Regions from separate parts of the Mus musculus genome. Here region 2 is linked to region 1. A link is a contact called in public Hi-C data. All regions are on one chromosome and are shown on one strand. Each heading gives the region's core, a stretch centred on a gene start, on an enhancer-like site or on the middle of the called end of the contact. The rest is flanking DNA. Distances are from core to core; before and after follow the strand shown.

Region 1 (3,818 bases), core at 979-3,478:
TTTTTCAAGATTCACTTAGCACATCTTATTGGACATACAGGGAGTGCTCAGTCTTTTTGTCTTTTGTTTTTATAATAGGGCTAAATGGGTATCATTATAGCCATAGCTTGTCAAATATGTCATTATTTAGATCTGAGTACTTGTGTTATTCATAACAAACTTATAAACATCTAGTCACTGCTACAATTAGTTCTTGGAAGCAGAATCCACAAGGTAAAAGATATGTGACCACAAAATGTTTTTGTAATTCACATAACATCAGTTTCCCATCAGATACTAGATATTAGCTATATTAATTTATATTCCCCTAAACAATAGACTGTGGTGCTTTTAACCACTGAGCCATCCCTCTAGCCCCTGCCTGTTTATCTGTGGGTTTATTGGACTTTCATTGATTTAAAGGAGTTCTCTTCAAATTGGCTTTTAATTTGCTCGACATAATTACATTCATTCAAGTTGGTCACTATCCTAGAGTATATTTCTAAGATTTTTGCCACACAGCATTTTAAATGGTTTCTGGTGTTTGCCTCACATTTGAAATGGCATTTTCCATTTCTCTATTGTTGAAAGATTGCTTTCATGTGTGCCTTTCCTTCCCTCTTCCTTTGTACATGAACCTTGCACTTGTAGTAGAGAGTCAAAGACTCGTTTCCAATTTCCATTCCAACTCGGGCTAGGAAAAGACACGTTAAATTTGAATTCTGACGTCTTCACTGATGAACACACAAACACACACACTCTCACACACACTCACACACACACATACCATGCTCTGCCTCTTCTATTTCTGTACATACTTGTAAGATCTCAAAAGTTGTATATGAGAAAGTCCTGTTAACGTCTAATGCATAACTTGGAACCATTTTTTAGTGAACACATTCACACATGATTTTTGTTATTTTTTGCCATAATCGGTCTCAGGTTTGAAGTAAAATCTGTCTCTAGAAAAGAGCAAATCTCACAGATTTTGAATCTCTTCTATTGTTTTCATAGGACTCCCTTATCAATAAGAGGGTTTCCTGAGCCCTGGGTGGGAGCTGAAAAATGAGGAGCGAATGAGCCTGCAGAGACTTTCCCTGAGAGCTGAGCCTCTTCACAGTTGGAGGAAGTCAGGAAAAGTAGGCGGGAAATTTGGAAACTATTCAGGATCAGAGAGCCCAGTTTGTTTGTATTTTGCTGAAAGAGTTCAAAGGCAGAATCTTGGGAAGTTGGTCACTCTGAGATGGGACTTCCTGTGTCAGCAAGGGAACATTCTACAGCTTGACCTGTGGGGATTTCAAAGATCGCTTGAACACCCAAGCTAAACTCTGTGTTTGGATTGGCCCTTGTAAGTAAGTATCATAAAGGAAGGATGGGAGGCTGAGGCAGAAAGATCACAAGCCAACCTGAGCTGCGTAGAAAGACAAAAAACAAAATAATTAACTAGAGAAGGAGGCAGTCACAACACAGTAGATCATGGAACAGGCCCTTTTACAAGTCTTTCAGCTCTCACTTTGGGAGTGTCATTCAGATCATTGAGTTGTTCAAATTACATTGAATCATTATCTACCCAAAAATGTGCATTTTAAGCATCTGGCTGAATTAAAACTTTATTTTAACAAGCTGAAATGTATGTGATTTTTGCCTTCCACACTCCCCTCTTTATAAGGGTTTCTAATCCTGATTAGCCTCAAACTCACTGTGTAGCTAAGGACAACCTTGAATTTCTGATCTACCTGCCTCCAACTTGAAAGACCTGGTATTACAGATCAGTGTTACCATGCTCCCAGTTGGATGTGTTGTAAGTGATTGGACATGCTAGATAAGCACTCTGCCAACCAAATTAATTCCAAATGTCTTGCCCTCCTGAAAAAGCTGTATGGGAATTGGGGTTATCTTGCTGCACTCTATTCTGTTGTGTGGTAGAACCCCTTGGACAGCCAGGACATGGCATTACCTTTAGAAATCATACTGTGCCGGGCGGTGGTGGCACATGCCTTTAATCCCCGCAGCCTGCAGAGAATAGTCCATCTGTCTGGGTCTCAGTTCCCAGAGAGGAACTCTGCGTGGCCAGGCCTCCCAGGGACCCAGAGCCTGTTCTGAGGGGTAGCAGGAGCTTTCCTAGCTCCTAGCTAATGTCCATTTGCTAAATGGAGTGTGAGAGAGGTTTTGAAGCAGTTGTGACTGAAGCCCTCTGCAGGCTATGGAACTTTGTGTTCCCAGAGCTTTGCTACCCTGAATTCCTGTCCCCATTGATGTACTGTGGCCCTGAGGCCTATAGGTGGCACTGACCTCAGGGCATCTTCTGCCACCTAGTGATCCAAACCAGCTGCCCTGAAAGTGTTGGCCGGGGGCCACTTTACTCTGGGAAATGGATTGTTAGCACTGATCAAGCCAGTTGGGTTCTTTGATTCGCCTACCTTCCTGGCAAATGACAAAACCTAAAATGCAGAGGAGGAAGCGGAACTAAACATTAACATTCAGTGCAAGCCAGAGGTGCACATGACAGGACAGTGGCACCTACTAGGACTGACCCTTGTCTCCGCAGGTGTTTTCAACAGGTATCGGTTAAGCTTCCTTGGCCCTGAAGTGAAACCCTGCAAACTTGGTTGCATCTACCCAAGGACTCTAGACCAGACTGAGGGATCACGCAGTGAAAATGTTTACTTCTCTAATTAAGCAGAATTAAGGCCTGAGCTCCGAACTGTCTAGGCCTATGCTAGGTATAATTGAGATGCATGGGCTTTGTGTAAATAATGTACCTCTAATTGGCTTTGATTAAGTGCAAATTAGGATCACACTTCACTCCTGTGTGATTTACATTCCTAAGCCCTTTTACAAACTGAAGTTCCCTGGGTGGCCAAAAGGTTTGTTTACCCAGGAGTTGAGGCTGAAGCTGGGATCTGCAGTTTCCCAAAGGTAGAGAGTCTGGAGCTGACACTTGACGTCTCCCTTCCTACTTCTGCTCTCACCTCTGGCTGAGCTCAGTTGGAGGAATGCTTGCCCAGCAATGAATAAAGAAAGCCCTGGGTTCTATCCTCAGCACCACATAAATTAAAGCCCAGTGTAGTGGTGCATGCCTGAAAGGCAGGGGATCAGGAAGTTCACGGGCATCCTCAGCTAGGATGCCTGGGCTACTTGAGGCCCTGTCTGCAAAAAAAAAAAAAAAAATTAAAATGAGTACATAAATAAATAAGTGGATCATTGGCACATTGGAGTCTGCCTCGTGAGACCTTGGAGACTAAACCAGCACCAGGCACTGCCACTGGCTGTCAGAATAGCACGGCACCTTCTTTTCGTGAGAAACCAGAAGCATTTTAAAAAGGCAAACAACTGATGGGAAGATCACCTCCCAGAAAAGTTCCCAGTGGGTGGTGTGAATCAACAAATTTCTCAGAACAGCTTCCTCTCTACAGCTTCCTGCAGGATGGCTTTGCACACAAGTTCAAGGGTGGGTCTTTGCGTTGGCGAGGCTGGAATACTGTGCATTTCATCTAATCCCCAAGGTCTCTGAATTTGCATTTGTGGCAGATCAAAGCAGCAATAGCTGCATGTGTATTGGCTCTTTCTGTCCTGGGGAAGATTGGTCCCATGAAAGGCCTGGGAAGTGGGAGCAGGGTTGGACTTGGTGTTTATGACCCTGGAGGCCTTTCACAATTAGCTCTAGGTGGGGTTTCTCCAGGTTTATCTTGCACATTAACATGCTACTGCTTGGTGTAGGCCCAGAAACCCAGCATGGCAGAGGGATTTTCACACCAGGCAAGAGTGCTAACAGTTGCCAGCCCCGGTGGGAATGCTGTTAGCAGGGCGAGTTAACTACTCAGTTCACACCCTATGAA
Region 2 (3,594 bases), core at 727-3,226, 42 kb after region 1:
TTTTTAGAAAGAGAGATAGAGCCTAACACTATATACCAAGTGCCCTGTAACTCACTGTGTAGTCTAAGTGTGCCTCAAACTATGGCAATCCTCCTGCCTCAGCTTTCTAGCTACTAGGATTAAATCCAACTGTAATCTTAACAGAACTGATACCATCTGTCACTGGAATGAACTGTCCATGACCTCAAGCCAGGCCAAGGACAAAATGGAGACATTTGTAAGGGAGATGGGTCCTGCCCCTCATCACCACCAGACACACCTCCTCTCGCCACCCTCTTTCCCACACCCAGCACTTGCCATCCTGTGGATTTCACACAGTGTTCTCAGCTCTCATTGTCTTTCTGAGCCCAGGAGCCCAGGCTTTGACCACTCTGCTAGCTCTAAAGTTTTAGCATGTTCCTGACCCTTTCAGGTCCTTTATTTTCTGTTGGGGTGATGAGCCTGCATGCATGTGTTCGTCAGATCATCCACTCGTGCACATTTCTTCAGCATACAGTGTATGGAATCCCCAACAGAAGCCTCAGACTCAGGAGGGTAATTAGACATAATCTCCAGATGTCCGAGGTCTAACAGGGAAGACAGATGTGTAAACAGAGGCTCAGGGTACAATAGGGACATCAATAGAGGGCTTCCCTGCACGTGCCAACTGTTTCCTGGGAAAGCCCTTGGTAGAAAGAGGATGTGGGGATCAATATTTTATCCTTTAGACTTCAAAGAAAATCACGTAGGGGATAGTACTGAGCTAGACAGCATGGGTCAAGTTACAGAACTTTTATGAACCCTCAGTTTCTGTACCTGTAAAATGGGATGATATAAGCCTTGAATAGTTAAAATGTAAGGGCAACAACAAATTCAGTCATTAAGCCTTACACATGACAGGGCAAAAGAACCACCAAAAAATACTCTTTTACAGGTATGTATGCTAAAAAAAGTCAACAAATAAATGTGACAGCGACAACTAATTACAACAGCAGTTAGAGTTAATTAGTGCAAGCAGATGTGTGACCCATTCATAGCCTGTGGCTCCCAGGCCCTGAGGCTGGGGCCTTTTCTGCACAGTCTTCCTAAACAGTGTCAGTCTGTAGGCATAGAGAGCCCAGAGGCTCCAGCATCCAGCCCAGAGGCTCAGTCATTACCCTGGGGTACTCAGAACAAGCCAGAGGGTGCCTCTTCCTTCAGCCTTGCATCATTTTCTGATCTTCCCTTTTCTCACCCACGTGACACAGGCAAACTGCCCTTTAGGGAGCCGACTCTGTGGCTATGGTTCCCTTAAAGCCCTGCGGTCTTACGTCTGTGATAGAAAATCAAAGCAAGTGTTTCTTTCCAGGGTATGGCGGGAACGGTCCTCTCTGGCCTAACATGCAGAGTCCTGCTCTTCTAGCTGGCTCACACCTGCCTTTTGCCAGGACACTGATACTCTCAGAGCAAGCCTTCCTCCCTGTATCACCCCCAAAATGCTGGGGATTAACCGAAAGCTTTAGCACTTCAGGTTTTAAGAATCTCACAATGACCCTACAGTAACCGTAACCCTGATTTCTTCTGGAAAGTTCTGGACTCAGAAGCAGCAGTGTTCATCTCCGGGCACTTGGATCTACTGGACAGCAGCTATCCTTCGTCCTGCACCTTCTCCTCTGGACATTGACTGGCTTCTCAGAAAAATATCATTCTGGCCAGGAGCTTTAATTCCCTTTCATGAAGCCTGGCAGCAAGCAGGAAGACTGCAGCTTTGGGTTATACTCTCTTCTCCAAAGTCCATAAACTGCCAAGCCCCGCCCCTACCTCTGGGCTGGATCGAGAGTGGCCACCTCACCTGGCAGCCATGTCTACCTACCTTCTGGGTTGCTAGGTATCCAGACCTATGGCAGCCTCCACCTCAAGAAGCTGGGCTGCCTGGCTTGTTGGCCTTCTTCCATGCCTGGAGCTCCAGGGGCCCTGCCCCAGCGGTGCAGCTGTGGATCAGGGCCCTGCTCAACTCCCAGCTCCCCGGTTTGCAAAGCAAACTTCAGCCTTTTACTATTTACCTTGGCAAGTCCAGGGCCGGATTGATGATCTGTAAAGTGGATTTGTTATTTGGCTGTTTGCTTTGGCAGCTCTTGAAAGCGCTTCACTGATTACAGCCCCAGATGTCATTGCGTACATTACCCTGCTCTATAACGGGCTCTGAACACTTTAATTTAAACTACAAATACTATTAAGCTTTTTGCACCTCTTCTGCCTTTAGTTTCCGTGTGTTAAATATCAGGACAGACAGCCTGCGTGCTCTCAAGCTTCCTCCTCATTGGGCTTGTCAGCCTTCTCCCTCCGAGCACTTCAGGTTCTCCTAATTTCCATGCTCTTCCCAGAAGTTTTCCCCCTATCTCCATCCCCAGCCCAGCCATCCTGGTATCAGCCATGGTAATTTTTACCTAACAGGCAGTCTTAGTCTAATGAGGAAAATACACATCACCCTACCCTATGCACTTAGTATTTTGTGCTGTCAGGTCCATTTGCAAGGGTCTTCTGCACCCGCTGTTTAGTTTAGCATCCCTGACCGTTCTTTGCAAGCAGGAATACACCACATCATGTTGCCCAACAAAAAAAGGCCTCAGCAGATGGAAGACAGCCACACTCAAAGCTGGCTCTGTTGCCCTTCTTATGCTTTATTTAAACCCCTCACCTGAGTGGGAGGAGGAGGAGGGAGCCGTGGTCAGGTCTTTAAGTGAGGCCATTACTGGTTCATATATCTTGGGGGTTATTGGTAAAGAGTGTCGATGTCCTGGCTGATGGTGGGACAGATGACTCAGTGTTCCCCAAGGTAATTGCCTCTTCCTGTTGTAAATAAACCATTAGCCAGGGTCCTCACCTCAGGAAGCAATTTAAGGCCCAAGGGAGGTGGCCAGAGAAGTCAGCTTTCAGCCTCCAGGATGGGAGGCTCACCTCTGCCCATGGAATGCCACTGCCCCAGGACTTCCCCCTAGCCATCTCTCTGCCAATTCTTGACAGACTCCCCACTGGCCTTTGATTCCACAGGCTCTGTGTGAACTGCTTCCTCTCTGAAGAAGACTACCATTACTTCTAGGGTGAAGACAGCTGAGATCTGGGGGGAGGTGCCGTCTTTCTTTTCGTTTTCTTCTTTTTTGCTCGTTCCTTAAAAGTTCTTGATGATCCAATCTCTCCCTGCCCCCTTTGGTTTTAAAATGTCCACAGTGTTTATGATAAGCGTGTTACATATGCCACACATTTCTAAAGACAGAGAGAGAGAGAGAGAGAGAGAGAGAGAGAGAGAGAGAGAGAGAGAGAGAGAGAGAGAGAGATTGGGATTAAAGTTCACAGCTGTCAGAATGCCCATGGGGAACTGGAGATGATGTAATGTACCGGCTTCAGTCCTTAGCTGGTTCAGAACTAAGACTGAGTCAGCCAGGTCTGGCTCCGGGCGGCCTCTCCCCTCCTGCACTCAAACTCTGCTTATATGTTTGGTCTGAGTTTTTGACCTGGGAACCACAGTGTCTTCCCCATGTCTTAGCCCCTCAAAGCTAGGCCGAGAGTCACCCTTGATGTGGTACCACAACGACCAGCCCTGGATCCCGCTTATTACAGGGGCCTCCAGTAAGTGGA

What was found. Hi-C and Micro-C count contacts between places; a contact is called where the count stands out from the background.
Region 2: a contact with region 1 is called in a Hi-C map of liver, with 1.5 times the contacts expected there. The contact joins the promoter of Bcas3os2 here to the enhancer-like site in region 1. A contact is called at or near these places in 5 of 39 promoter capture datasets (3T3-L1-derived adipocytes, the C10 cell line, embryonic stem cells and 2 more), 5 of 484 Hi-C or Micro-C datasets (the N1E-115 cell line, Sertoli cells, liver and 2 more) and 4 of 115 datasets of contacts at active chromatin or transcription factors (embryonic fibroblasts and embryonic stem cells).

What each region holds. Positions count from the first base shown.
Region 1 is chr11:85,731,548-85,735,365 of GRCm38.p6, forward strand. All of the region lies in intron 22 of Bcas3 (breast carcinoma amplified sequence 3), which reads left to right. Among named protein-coding and RNA genes, the nearest start is that of Bcas3os1, 14 kb to the left of the region's middle. Within about 2 kb of position 2,229, at least 9 of the 459 cell types and tissues checked have an H3K27ac peak or open chromatin away from gene starts, as enhancers often do. A contact at or near this core is called in liver, where this site is marked.
Region 2 is chr11:85,773,704-85,777,297 of GRCm38.p6, forward strand. It overlaps Bcas3os2 (breast carcinoma amplified sequence 3 opposite strand 2), which reads right to left and starts at 1,977. Exons shown (of 3, transcript NR_046194.1): 1 at 1,832-1,977. All of the region lies in intron 22 of Bcas3 (breast carcinoma amplified sequence 3), which reads left to right.